2 separate regions of the Zea mays genome follow, and region 2 is linked to region 1. The links are chromatin contacts, called in public Hi-C maps. All regions are on one chromosome and are shown on one strand. Each heading gives the region's core, a stretch centred on a gene start, on an enhancer-like site or on the middle of the called end of the contact. The rest is flanking DNA. Distances are from core to core; before and after follow the strand shown. Region 1 holds the start of LOC100283565 (nuclear transcription factor Y subunit A-10). Region 2 holds the start of LOC100277195.

Evidence for each region. A called contact is a pair of places that touch in the nucleus more often than the background predicts.
Region 2: a contact with region 1 is called in a Hi-C map of leaf, with 2.6 times the contacts expected there. The contact joins the promoter of LOC100277195 here to the promoter of LOC100283565 in region 1. A contact is called at or near these places in 5 of 25 Hi-C or Micro-C datasets (endosperm, leaf and tassel).

The regions. Positions count from the first base shown.
Region 1 is chr1:256,468,805-256,474,696 of Zm-B73-REFERENCE-NAM-5.0, reverse strand. LOC100283565 (nuclear transcription factor Y subunit A-10) reads right to left here and starts at 3,518. Exons shown (of 5, transcript NM_001402537.1): 1 at 3,352-3,518; 2 at 2,370-2,790; 3 at 882-1,000; 4 at 172-315; 5 at 1-21. The coding sequence starts at 2,631.
Region 2 is chr1:256,718,928-256,724,819 of Zm-B73-REFERENCE-NAM-5.0, reverse strand. LOC100277195 reads left to right here and starts at 3,118. Exons shown (of 25, transcript NM_001352402.1): 1 at 3,118-3,608; 2 at 4,795-5,016; 3 at 5,089-5,379; 4 at 5,522-5,719; 5 at 5,875-5,892. The coding sequence starts at 3,246.

The sequences.
Region 1 (5,892 bases), core at 2,269-4,768:
GCGCGACTCGTGGAGATAGGGCTGCGGCATGAACAGCACAGCGACCACTGGTCACAGGTCAAAATGGTGACAGTAAAGTTTGCGATCGAGCACATCGCAAATGGGTGCCATGAAAGTAGGGAAAAGTTAAGCCGCCGGTCACCCAGAGGTACAAGAAGAGAGTCTCCTCACCTTTCTGCCTTTGGCGAGCCTGTTCTCGCTCTCCGCCTTGGCGCGAGCACGGCGACGGCGGAGGATGCCTTCGTACTGCTTCGGATTCACATAGATGGGTGCATCAGCTGTCGCATTTAGTGGCAACAGCATTCTCCCACCAGACTACGTTACATGTGGGGAAGAAAAAACAAAAGGCCATTAGAGTTCTGGCGTTTATTAGAAATTTCAGCGATGCTGTCAGTATCATGCTTCATAACCTGTACTTGCTCTTTTATTCAATGAAGCTATATAATAATAGTATAAGGTAAAGTTCGAGCATATATATTAATCAGGTGATCTTTGTGTTTACATGCATGATTGTAGCAAGAATACATGTGATCTGAGTATTTTGGTGCGAAAAAAATCTTGGTGCAAAAGCTTGCTAGGAAATAGTACTATGTTCACGCAAATACTTAAGGACACGGTGCAACAAAGTAGAACACTGTTTTCTGAAAACAAACAGACCATACCATCGATCTCATTCCATAAGCCGCAAGCATGCCATAGCACTGGTCAGCACAAGGATAATTGGAAGGGGCCAGCTGGAAAGAAACTTGGTCAAGTATTTTTTTTTATTTCCTTTTGCAAAGAAATCAGTTGGCAGATCAACACCGAAGGGATTCAAAGAAATGATTTTGAAACTGTAATAATTTCAGAATAGAAGGTATAAAAGGATAAGCTTATATTACCATAGATTGACCAAGACCAATCTCGAAACGGCCATTGTATTCTGGGAACGGTGACTGAAGAGCAATAGTGGTAGAGTTCTTTGGGGTTTTCTCTCCTTTACCACCCGACTCCAAATTCCCTGGACATCACAAGATCAGAAAAACCGTTAGAGGTCTTCCATTTTCAGAAAACTAGGCAGTGTAGAGATTCTTCATGAGCGATTGGGAATCCTCTCAATCACAGCAAAACTGAAATATTATCAACTCCCATCATAGATAGCATGAGTTGCATTTTTTAAGACGTCGAAGAGTACCTCCGAACTCTGAAAAGCTGAAGAAGTACCATTTCTTTTGACTCCTACTTTTCAAGTCCGGTGGCCAGTCACCCTAACCTTAAAACTTGGCATTCATGCAGTGTACTTTTCCGGTTTTCCCAATCACTAGAACATCACATATATTCCAAATGACGCAGATCAAGAAACCACAACTGATTTAGAACTGGGCCCTATGATAGACTATTAGACAAAAAAAGATAAAATATTATGTTTTAATAAAATGCTGACACATCCTAGTTTCTAGTTTTAGTTTTAAAAAGCTAGTAGATGGCAAGCTAGAAATTATATAATGGACTCATGTGGTTGGATTGGAAAGACATGCATTTACTTATGGAATCTGAAGGGGCTACTGAATTTCACCATGAGCCTTCATATAATGAACTCCTGTGGTTGGATTAGAAAGAGATAACCATCTCCAAGACTGCCCACAGTTAAGCCTGTAGCCATCAGCAGTCTTCATATTTATGTGCATTTTCTTTGTATTTAGAATAGTGTGTGGTTTCTTCTCGCTCATCAGAAGAAAAGTGTGTTGCGGCAGTGAGAGTGACAGCAGCAGGCGATCGTAATGGAGGCGCCAATAATAGAACAGCCGGCAGCGGTGGCATCAAAAGTAGAGGAGAGGCAGCACTGGGGAGGAGAATGGTACTACGGAGCATGGGCCCAGAACGACGGACATATCCAACTAATTGCACCCTCTGGCATGACAGGCGACATCCCCATGTATATAGCTAGCATTGTCTTTGTTTATGCAAACAGGTACATCTACTCCGTGCCAGCTTCTTGCGTCGACACAAGCTTTAGATTAAAATTCATCTAGATGTTTGTTATGCATACGCAACAGAGAGAAGATAGCATGCTATTCTGCCGTCGTGACCTAAAAAAAAAACAGTGCCTGCAGTTCTTGGAGGGGGGAGAAACAGAATAGAAAGAAAAATACCCATCAAGTTCTACTTCTACAGCAGCAGGGCTGCATTGATTCCTGGAGCTTATTCTCCGAGTCCAGACCACCGCAACTCTTGCAATCAGGCGAATATTCGTTGGCATAGTGGTAGCATGCACAGATCCAACATGAGCGTGCTAAATACTCGCATTCAACCATTTCTAGTAATCCATAACTTGACAAACAGCAGCAGCAGCAGAAGAAGAAGAAGAAGAAAAATAAACAAGGAGTCACCTTGAAAGACAGAGAATTTGAGGACCTCAGGTGTCCCTGTCTTGGGCGGCGCTGGATCCGGCGTGCCCTGAACCCCCGGCACGACCTGGAACTGGGCGTCCCGGCGCGTCTCCTCCGGTGACGGGGGCGCCGGCTCGCCGAACAGCAGCTGGGGCCCCGCCCACCATGGCAGCGGGCCTGCTCCACCATGGGAGGCAGCCTGGCTCCCGGCACCGGCGGCGGCCACCTGGCCAAACCCCTCGTGGCCCTTGAAGCTCATCATGGCGGAGCGGAGGCCCGCTCCGATCCGCTTGCCTCGTCGAGTAGGAGACTGAAGCTGAAGCCTGCCTCACCCGACGCGACGGCTGCAGCAGGCTTGGCTCCGGAGCTCTTTGCGGGATCCTTGGCCTGATGGAACACCAAAGAATCCAGCAGCAGCAGCCTGCGGGCGAATGATTCGTTAAGAGACGGGCGGGTTAGAGAGCTTGATGTGGAAATGCTATTATTAAAATGATCGCTACTTTGCTAGGCGAGGTGGTGGGAACAGACAAGGAAATCATGCAGGGGACATATATAGACACAGGTTGGAGAATCCGCAAGAGCGGAATCTCAAAGGGCGCAAGGAAACAAGGGCTGAAGAACATGAACCGGATGGGGGAAAGAAAAACAGGCGCCGGGTATGCTTGCTACAGAACATGCAGCGTGAAACCAAGCAAAGAGAGGAGAGTGGCGACCCAAGAAAACAGAACCAAGGAAGAAGAAGAAAGGGAAGCAAAAATGATTGGGTAGGAAGAGCAAGTACCAAGGGAAATCAGTGCCCGGCTCTGGGGGAGGAGGAAGAGAAGCGCGCCGAGATCAGCATGGGAAGTAGGGAGGGGAGGGGTCGCTCTCGCTGGCGAGCAAGATCGGTCGTCGTGGTAACTGACGCTGATCGAGCCCCAGACGGTGCAGGGAAAGGGCGAAAAGATTTGAAGCGGGGGCCGGGGAAAGGTAGCGGCGGTACCTGAGCTGAGCTGAGCTTGTGTGCGTGCGTCGGTCCAAGGATTCAGGACAAACCGAGGAGGCAGGCGATGGACCAGCACACGAGCGGAGAGAGAGGACTGCTAGAGGAGGAGGGGTGGCGCTGGCGCGGCCAGGCAGCGAACGAGGACATAGGTAGCGAGGAGAGGGAGCAAATGGTAGTGTGGGCACGCACAGCTACAGAGTACAGACTACAAGGCGCAAGCTAAGCTTTGAAAAGTCTCTCGTCTCCCGTCTGATCTCTCTCTCTCTCTCCCCTACCCCTACCATTGCATCCCAGTTTAAGAAAAAAAAAGAGTAAAAAGATGGAGGTCGCCACTAGCACTGCTTGGGTGCAATGCAAGATAAGATACTCTGCGCGCGCCCTCTTTCTATTTCTGAAGTCGCCATGGCGGCTCCTTGCTTGTTTAGGGCAGCAAGTGGGGTACCATGCCCGCTGTCGTCGCCACTGTACTGTACAGGGTAAGATTTTTAGATTCCCAGGAAGACGGCACGGCGAGCCGGCCGGACGCAGCTCGCTTGCCAACAAATCGGTTGGTAGGTCGCGCGGGACGCCTACGGCCCTACGACCTGCCAACTGTTGCTTCTTCGCTCGCGGGAAGAAAGGGCAGGGGAGAGGAGGACTACACGCGGCAACGGTCACCGTCCCCCCCTGTACTACTAGCACCAGCAGCAGTTCGACGGGGGCGAGGTTGGCCGTTGCCGCTCTCCTGCTCGTGGTCCTGGTCCTCTCCCCGCTGGAACCATGGTTCATGTAGCTCGCGTTTTTATTTACCTCGCACACTCTGTGCCTTGTGTGCTTTATTACTGGTTTTTTTTTCTTCCTTTCTACATACAATGCGGCAACAGGTTTACATGACGCTACGAACCGATTGGCTGGTGCGTGTGCGCCGTAAATTGATATCATCGGTTGCTATACGATGAAGCATTGGTAGGCTATCTCTAACCGGGCAGCCAAAAGAATGTCTTTCGCACGATACTGTAGCGCAGTAATGTATAGCTATTTAATAGACCATGTATGCCTAAGAGGCCAAATGCATATGAGAAGCTCGATTATACTCCCTCCGTCTCAATATACTAGTCGTTAGGCCCTTATTTTTTTTATTCAAATTGATGACTATAAAGCTAGATACATATATTAAATATTGTATGAATCTATTAACACACTAAAACAAATACTATTTTGGGATGGAGTAAGTATAAATTTGACCACCCTCTCTCCTCCAACACATAAATTTACATATACATGACCTATTGGATAAACAAAAATTTGTATGGCATATATATATATATATATATATATATATATATATATATATATATATATATATATATATATATATATATATATTAGGAGCTCTGGGCTTCCAATAACCAGAGAAAGCCCAGACCAGACAGTGCAATCTGGCCGAGCCGGACCAGGTCCAGACGTCTATAAAAGAAAATCCGTAGTGGTAGGGATCAGTTTTTCACGCCCCATCTCGATTCATTAGCGACGGCGGTGGACCCCCGGCCAGTGACTGCGGTGGTCGCGGCTCCCCGACCTCGACATGCGGTGGCGGCGGTTCCCAGGCCGCCGCCGGCGGCTCCCGATCCAGAGGGCGAGCGACGACAGTGCCCTTGTGCGGTGGCGGCGGTTCCCAGGCCGGTGGCCGCAAATTCATTACCCCGACGCGCGGTGGCGGAGGTTCCTCGATCCGGAGTAGTGGCGGTAGTTCCCAGGTCGGTGGCGGCGGCTCCCCAATCCAAAGGGCGAGCGACAGCGGGGCCCTTGTGCGGGCAAGCGGCGGCGTCCCTGAAGCCCCGAGGAGGCGGCACTTCCAAGGCCGGCGAGCAAGCGACGCCCGTCGACGTGCGAGTAGCGACGACGACGTATGAGACGCGATGTTCGAGCGAGCGACGTCACGGAAGGCGCGAGATGCGCGCAGCGATGATCGCGCGTGACATCCTCCGATCCGATGCAGTTTTCTTTTCGATTATTGTGTTTTATGTCTACCACATGTATTATTTACGCTAAAAACTGTACGATTTTATGCTTGAACACGGAGTTCGTATATCAGTTTACTGCATGCACATTGGAAAGGCAATTCCTTGATTTATGTTGTTCGTAATTTACGCGCATGCAATGAAAACTCCCACGATTTTGCCATAATTTTTGGGTCTGTATAAAAATAGAAACCGCATGCATGCGGCTGACATGTTTTTAGGATCTGCCATAAAAATAGGATCGTAATAACAACCTACTAGAGCTATCAACCTCTCATTTGACTCGGTATTTACGCTTATAATGGAGGGATTTATGCTCAAAACTTAAAGTTTTTACGCTCCACCAGGAGATGCGTCCACCAGTGAACAACATGACAGATTTTTTACGCAGTGTAAGAAATTGCATAAATACCTACACCGTGTAGTATAATTTGTTTCAGTATATATCATAAACTAGTTCTAATGCGTTTCGCTGCATGGCTGTTGGAGGGATCCTATATTTATGAAGGAAATAAAACATTAAATGTGATTTTTTTCT
Region 2 (5,892 bases), core at 1,869-4,368, 250 kb before region 1:
GAGCCCTTTAGGCGCCGAAGGTTTTGGTGATTACTTCGATTTTGAGTCGTCGATAGATGAGGACAACCTAGGCTTCCTTGCAAAGATGGATCATGAGTTGATTGGGGAGAATTTAGATTTTTTCGTTGTGATGGACGTCGCGGCGTCGATGCCCGCCGGGGTCGCTAGTGGACCTTCTATTAGAGCAGATAGAGTGTGTAGTATCTATGTTGGCGTATCGAGGCGAAGGGCCCCTTCACGAGTGGATAGACATGGTCCTTTGGTCCGAAGGATCAATCATAGTCGACGTTGGGATTTTTTTGATCTGGTTGATCCCATGTCAGGTATGGAGGTTCGTATTAGGGCTAGTGAGTTGGGCGACAAGGACTTAGGACCTCGCCATGTTTTGGCGAGGGCGGAGAGTGGTGACCACGCCCTGGATCGTGTTAACATGTCAGGTCTTGGTCTTTTTGACGCGAATCGAGAGCCAGAGATTATGCTTTTAAATCTTAGGGAGAGCAGGCTAATTCCGAAGGAGGAGCCACATAGTCTGTGACTTCGCGCTATTTTACAGCTATTGTAATAATGACATTGTGTCGTTTGCATGTTGTTGTACGATGTATCTATGTAAAACACTTCGCGACAGTCGCCACCGATCGACGAAATAAATTTTAGCGTGAAAAGCTTTCCTCCCCCTTTGTCGATTGGGGGCAAGTGTCAGACTTCGTATTGTTTAGCGTCAAGGTTATTTTAAAATAACCTTGCTTTGGAGTGTTTTTTGCAGCCAGGGGTGTCTTGGCCATGATTTTGTTTTAATATGGCCCTGCCCTAAGGCGTTTTTGCATCCGCTGGCTGTCTTCGACAAGATTTTGTTTTAATCTAGCCCTTCCCTGAGGCGTTTTTGCACACGGATGGGTCTATTCACCAAAATTTTATTTTAATTTGGCCATGCATTGTGGCGTTTTTGCACCCGAGGTGACTGTCTCACGCCGCAAACGGGTCTACCGGTGAGGCGGTGACTCCCTTCGTGGACGAATGTTGGCTTTGAAAGCCTTTTTAGTCGACCAATTTCTTTTTTTTGGTTAGTTGCTTTATTACAAAGCTCCGTCTCATTAAAAATCTTACCTCTTTCGCGAGAAAAAAGAGTGCGGACCTGAATGTTCAAGTGTTACATAGACGTTCACGGCCCTTACAACCAGATTCATTCTTACATAAGCGATTCGTTCTTACATAAGAGATCAGAGTCACTCTTTAAACAAAAAACTTGCGTAGATTGTCGACGCTCCAGCCATGCTCCAACTGGACGATCGTAGTCGCTCTTTAAACGAACTAGTCAGTTACCCGTGCGTTACAACGGCTCATAATAATACCCACATAAATTATTCACCAAAAAGATCTCAAGATTCTTTATTGGTTGTCTCCACTCTTCGCATAATATTTTCTATGAACGCATGGGTATCATAGACAGCAAATTAGAGACCCATCCATCGTCTCCCCCACTTACAAGGTTTCGTAGAGCAGGAGGGGAAGGGAAGAGGCGGGCATACCTGTTCGTTGCCGGAGAAGGACACAACGAAGACCTGAGCATCTGGAGGCAACATAGGTAGTATACCGCTAGATATATAGGGAGAGAGCACGCAAGCGGAGAAAAAAGCCTAGCCGGATCAGCTCCAAACCAAGAGGCACCCGCACCAGACGTCAGTCCAAGAAGGGCGAGAGAATGCGAGTGTCTTTCCAGCCCTGGACCCGCCGAAGCGACACAACACCGCCACCAACTCCATAGCATATGCTGACTACTGCCACACTACGACCTTAGTTGTCCACTATCTCAAACCTGGACTCCTCATCGCTAAGATAACCTAAGCGTGGCAGGCGCCACCATGTCCTCCTCGACGACACGCACGGAGAAAGGCCAGGAGCATGACCGACTCGCCCCGTACCCGCATCAACGAGCGTCGGTCGGCTCGCGGCTGCGACCGTGGGTGGGGGCAGCAGGTTGGGGAGGAAGAACATGGCGTATGCTGAGAAGACGAACGGGACGTCCGACGACGGCGAAAACGATGGTCCGCGCATGATGTGAAACGTCCTCGTGGACGTGCAATGGCCACTGCGCGAGTCGGTGTCGGGGCTGGTGTCGGACGAACACGAGGAGGAGACGCCTGCTCCTACGCCATTTGCCGATAATAGAGTGGCGCGGAGGTGGAAGCATAAGGGGGAGAGAAAATAAATAGAATGGCGAACGGGGTGGTGGCAACTGAGGCGAGGACCATCATTATCGTGCAGAGGTATAGATGGCCAAATGAGCCGTGTCTGGCGAGCCGGTCCGAGGCATGACCCATTTAATAGTGACTGAGCCAACCCGACACGAGCGTCCTGCTGTGCTTAGGCCGTAGCCTCGGCCCGTAGTGCTTGCCGGCCTGACACAATTATTTTTTTTATTTTACAAAAAAAATCATATATACATACATACAATTTATATCCATTATTATAAACACTTGAGCATTATATTCTATTGGTTAGATAGTTTTATCTAGTGTCTTCCACCCTTCTTCCGTTTCAAACTCCTACACTATTTTTAATATTTTACGATGAGTTGATTTTGGAAACCATTTTTAATATTTTACGCTGAGTTGATTTGAAAAAAATGTAGGGATTTTTTTGTAAAAAGATGACGCAGAATAACCGTTGAAACTGGTGCTTTAAATCGCTCTTTAAACAAAAATCTGCCGTTGAAAATAGGGCTGACCGCTGAAAATGTCGCTGCTCTAGTTGTTTTTGTCCAAACATAGTACGAAGTTGGATATAAAAACAAATTAGGACTTCCGATACGATTCATTCATAATAATTCTCTAAATCTCACGTAGCCATATGAATTAGATCGATAAATATTTTTTCAATCCACAAAGTCGAAGTCGACTTCATCCCAATGACAACTTCACCACTTTTGCCACTGGGGTTCTTTCACCTTCACGGGCTTCACCGCTTGTACGATCTGATAAATTCGAACACGGAGCTGGCTTAGTCAAACTGGGCATCAGTTGCACAGTTGCTACCCTAAAGCCCATTAGCCCATCCGTCGTTCCTGGCTGTCCTGAAAACCCCAAACCAATCAGGCAATCGTGCCCAGTTCCGCTTCCCCTCGCCATTTCGCCCCGCCTCCCGCCCCTACTCCCTACACCTTCACCGCTGTCGGGGGAGGCGGCTCGCCGTGACATCGACCTCACCCCACCCCCAGCGTAGCATCCCGCCACTCCATCGCACTGTCCATGGAGGATGACGAGTACGAGGAGGGGATGGAGATGGGCTACGGCGGGCATCACCAGCACGGCGGCGGCCACGCGGGGTACGGCGCGGAGGAGGACGACGAGGTGGGGTACGGCGGCGGGGGCGGGGAAGAGATGGATGAGGATGCGGACGGGGACGCTGAGCAGCAGGAGGATATCACTCAGGACGACGCCTGGGCCGTCATATCCGCCTACTTCGAGGAGAAGGGCCTCGTGCGCCAGCAGCTCGATTCCTTCGACGAGTTCATCCAGAACACCATGCAGGAGATTGTTGATGAGTCCGCCGACATCGAGATCCGCCCCGAGTCGCAGCACAACCCTGGCCGCCAGGCCGAATTTGCCGAGGTTGTTGCCCCACTCTGATCGACTGTTGCAAGTGATGCCTGAATGGTTCACTATTTGCTGCTGCTAGACTGGGCGATTAGCCTGGGGTGCTGGGGGAGCTTGGTATGACATGGTGTCTCGGTAGCATTTGCCGGCTCATCACTTTGCCATCTGTGCACCTGCTTGATTAGATGTCCACCTACGGTTTTGGGTCTAGTGCGGAAACAGGTGCCCAATTTTATGGCTGAGGATGAATTTTGCACCGACTTAGGTGGACAGGGGATTGTGGAATTGTTCAGTTCTACTAGTGTCTAGAATAGCTTCTGCTGAAGTTCCCTCTGTGCGATATATGGTAGGGAATTCTTGAGTTTGACAAGGATAGCATAAAAGATTCCAGAGTGAGTTTTGTATTGATCAGGACATTTGTAGTGATCTTCAGTTGGTACTAGTAATATATGGAGTTGATCTTATGATGAAGATAGCACGTCTCATGTTTCGTGGGTTTTGAACCACCTGTACTTTATTTTCTTGAGCTGTGTGGTGTGATGTGATTTGCAAATAATGAATAATGCAAGTAGAAGTGCTTGCTAAGGAAAAACACAATTCTCAGATTAACATTGAAAATTTCTGTGAAATCAATCATTAATGGCTAAGCACTTGTGATAAACAAATAAGTCTCAAGATCTTTTTGAATTCTCTTGAACAAGTCATGTAAGACATGAATTGGATTTACGAATGTTCATCAGAAGTAAGCACCAGTAAATACATAAAATATTTGTGCTTCTCTAGAAACTGAAGAGAACTAAACATGTTCCCTTTCCTTAGTAAGTGTGCAAGATTATGAATTGAAACTTGTATTAAAATGTTGAAGCTCTACACTGATATCTTTTGATAGTGTCTGAATTCAGCAGTCGCCTTCACTAATATATGTGGGGTCACAATGCAATCTGATGTTTGGGTCATTCTAATCCTTGGCAATCTGCAATTCCTAGTAATATATCATGCCATCCTAGTCTATATGTGAAAAATATCCTTGGAGACGAAAACAACATATACCAAAGCCTGTAGCATACCAACACAAATTTTATAAATAGTTATTTTTTTGGTGCTATGATGTTTCAGCGGAACTCGAAATATCTTATGATTTATCATTTTGCCTTTGTTCTTTTGTCCTTTGACTTATATTTCCCATTATATTCTTCATTAGACTCTGCACAGGATCAGCTTTGGTCAAATCTATCTCAGCAAGCCAATGATGACTGAAGCCGATGGAGAGACAGCTACTTTATTTCCAAAATCAGCAAGGCTCAGGAACTTGACATACTCTGCACCACTGTATGTTGATGTGTCATACAGAGTAATGAAGAAAGGACATGACTGTGAGGAAGTTACAGAGACTGCAGAGTATCCAAAAGTGTTTATTGGGAAGGTGCTGTACTTAACTTATGAATAATTTTTTCTCAATTTATCGTTTTTTCTTCAACCCTCTAATACTCTGTAGGTTCCAATCATGTTGCGCTCTAGTTACTGCACACTGTATCAACAATCTGAGAAGGATCTCACTGAACTTGGGGAGTGTCCTTATGACCAAGGTGGTTATTTCATTATCAATGGAAGCGAAAAGGTTCTTATTGCCCAGGAGAAGATGAGCACTAACCATGTCTATGTTTTTAAGAAGAGGCAGCCTAATAAATTTGCATATGTGGCTGAAGTCCGTTCCATGGCTGAGAACCAGAACAGACCAGCCAGTGGCATGTTTGTACGGATGCTTTCACGAGCAGGAGCAAAAGGGGTTAGTGACTTATAAGTTTTCAAAAATAGTTTTCAATGCATATGCCTGCTTCTTACTTGTACAAGTCAGGGGGTGTAGTACCACAGTGAGGCAAACTGACTTTATAAAATGTTAAATCTGTGATATGTTCCTTATACTGCAGGGATCATCTGGTCAATATATCCGTGCTACTCTACCTTATATTCGTGCGGACATTCCCATTATCATTGTATTTCGAGCATTAGGATTTGTTGCTGACAAGGATATACTGGAGCATATATGTTATGACTTTTCTGATACACAAATGATGGAATTGCTACGCCCATCCCTGGAGGAAGCTTTTGTCATTCAAAATCAACAGGTACTTATTCAGCTGCTCGACTGGAGGAACACATTTTTTTACTTCAACCAATGTTTGCTTTGAGCATGCTGTTTTATTCAGTTGTTGTGGCACATTTTGAGCTGAGCTCAGGCTTATGTTTCTTCTTTTAAAAGCTTTAGTTTGAATGCTCATAGGTTGCTCTAGACTACATT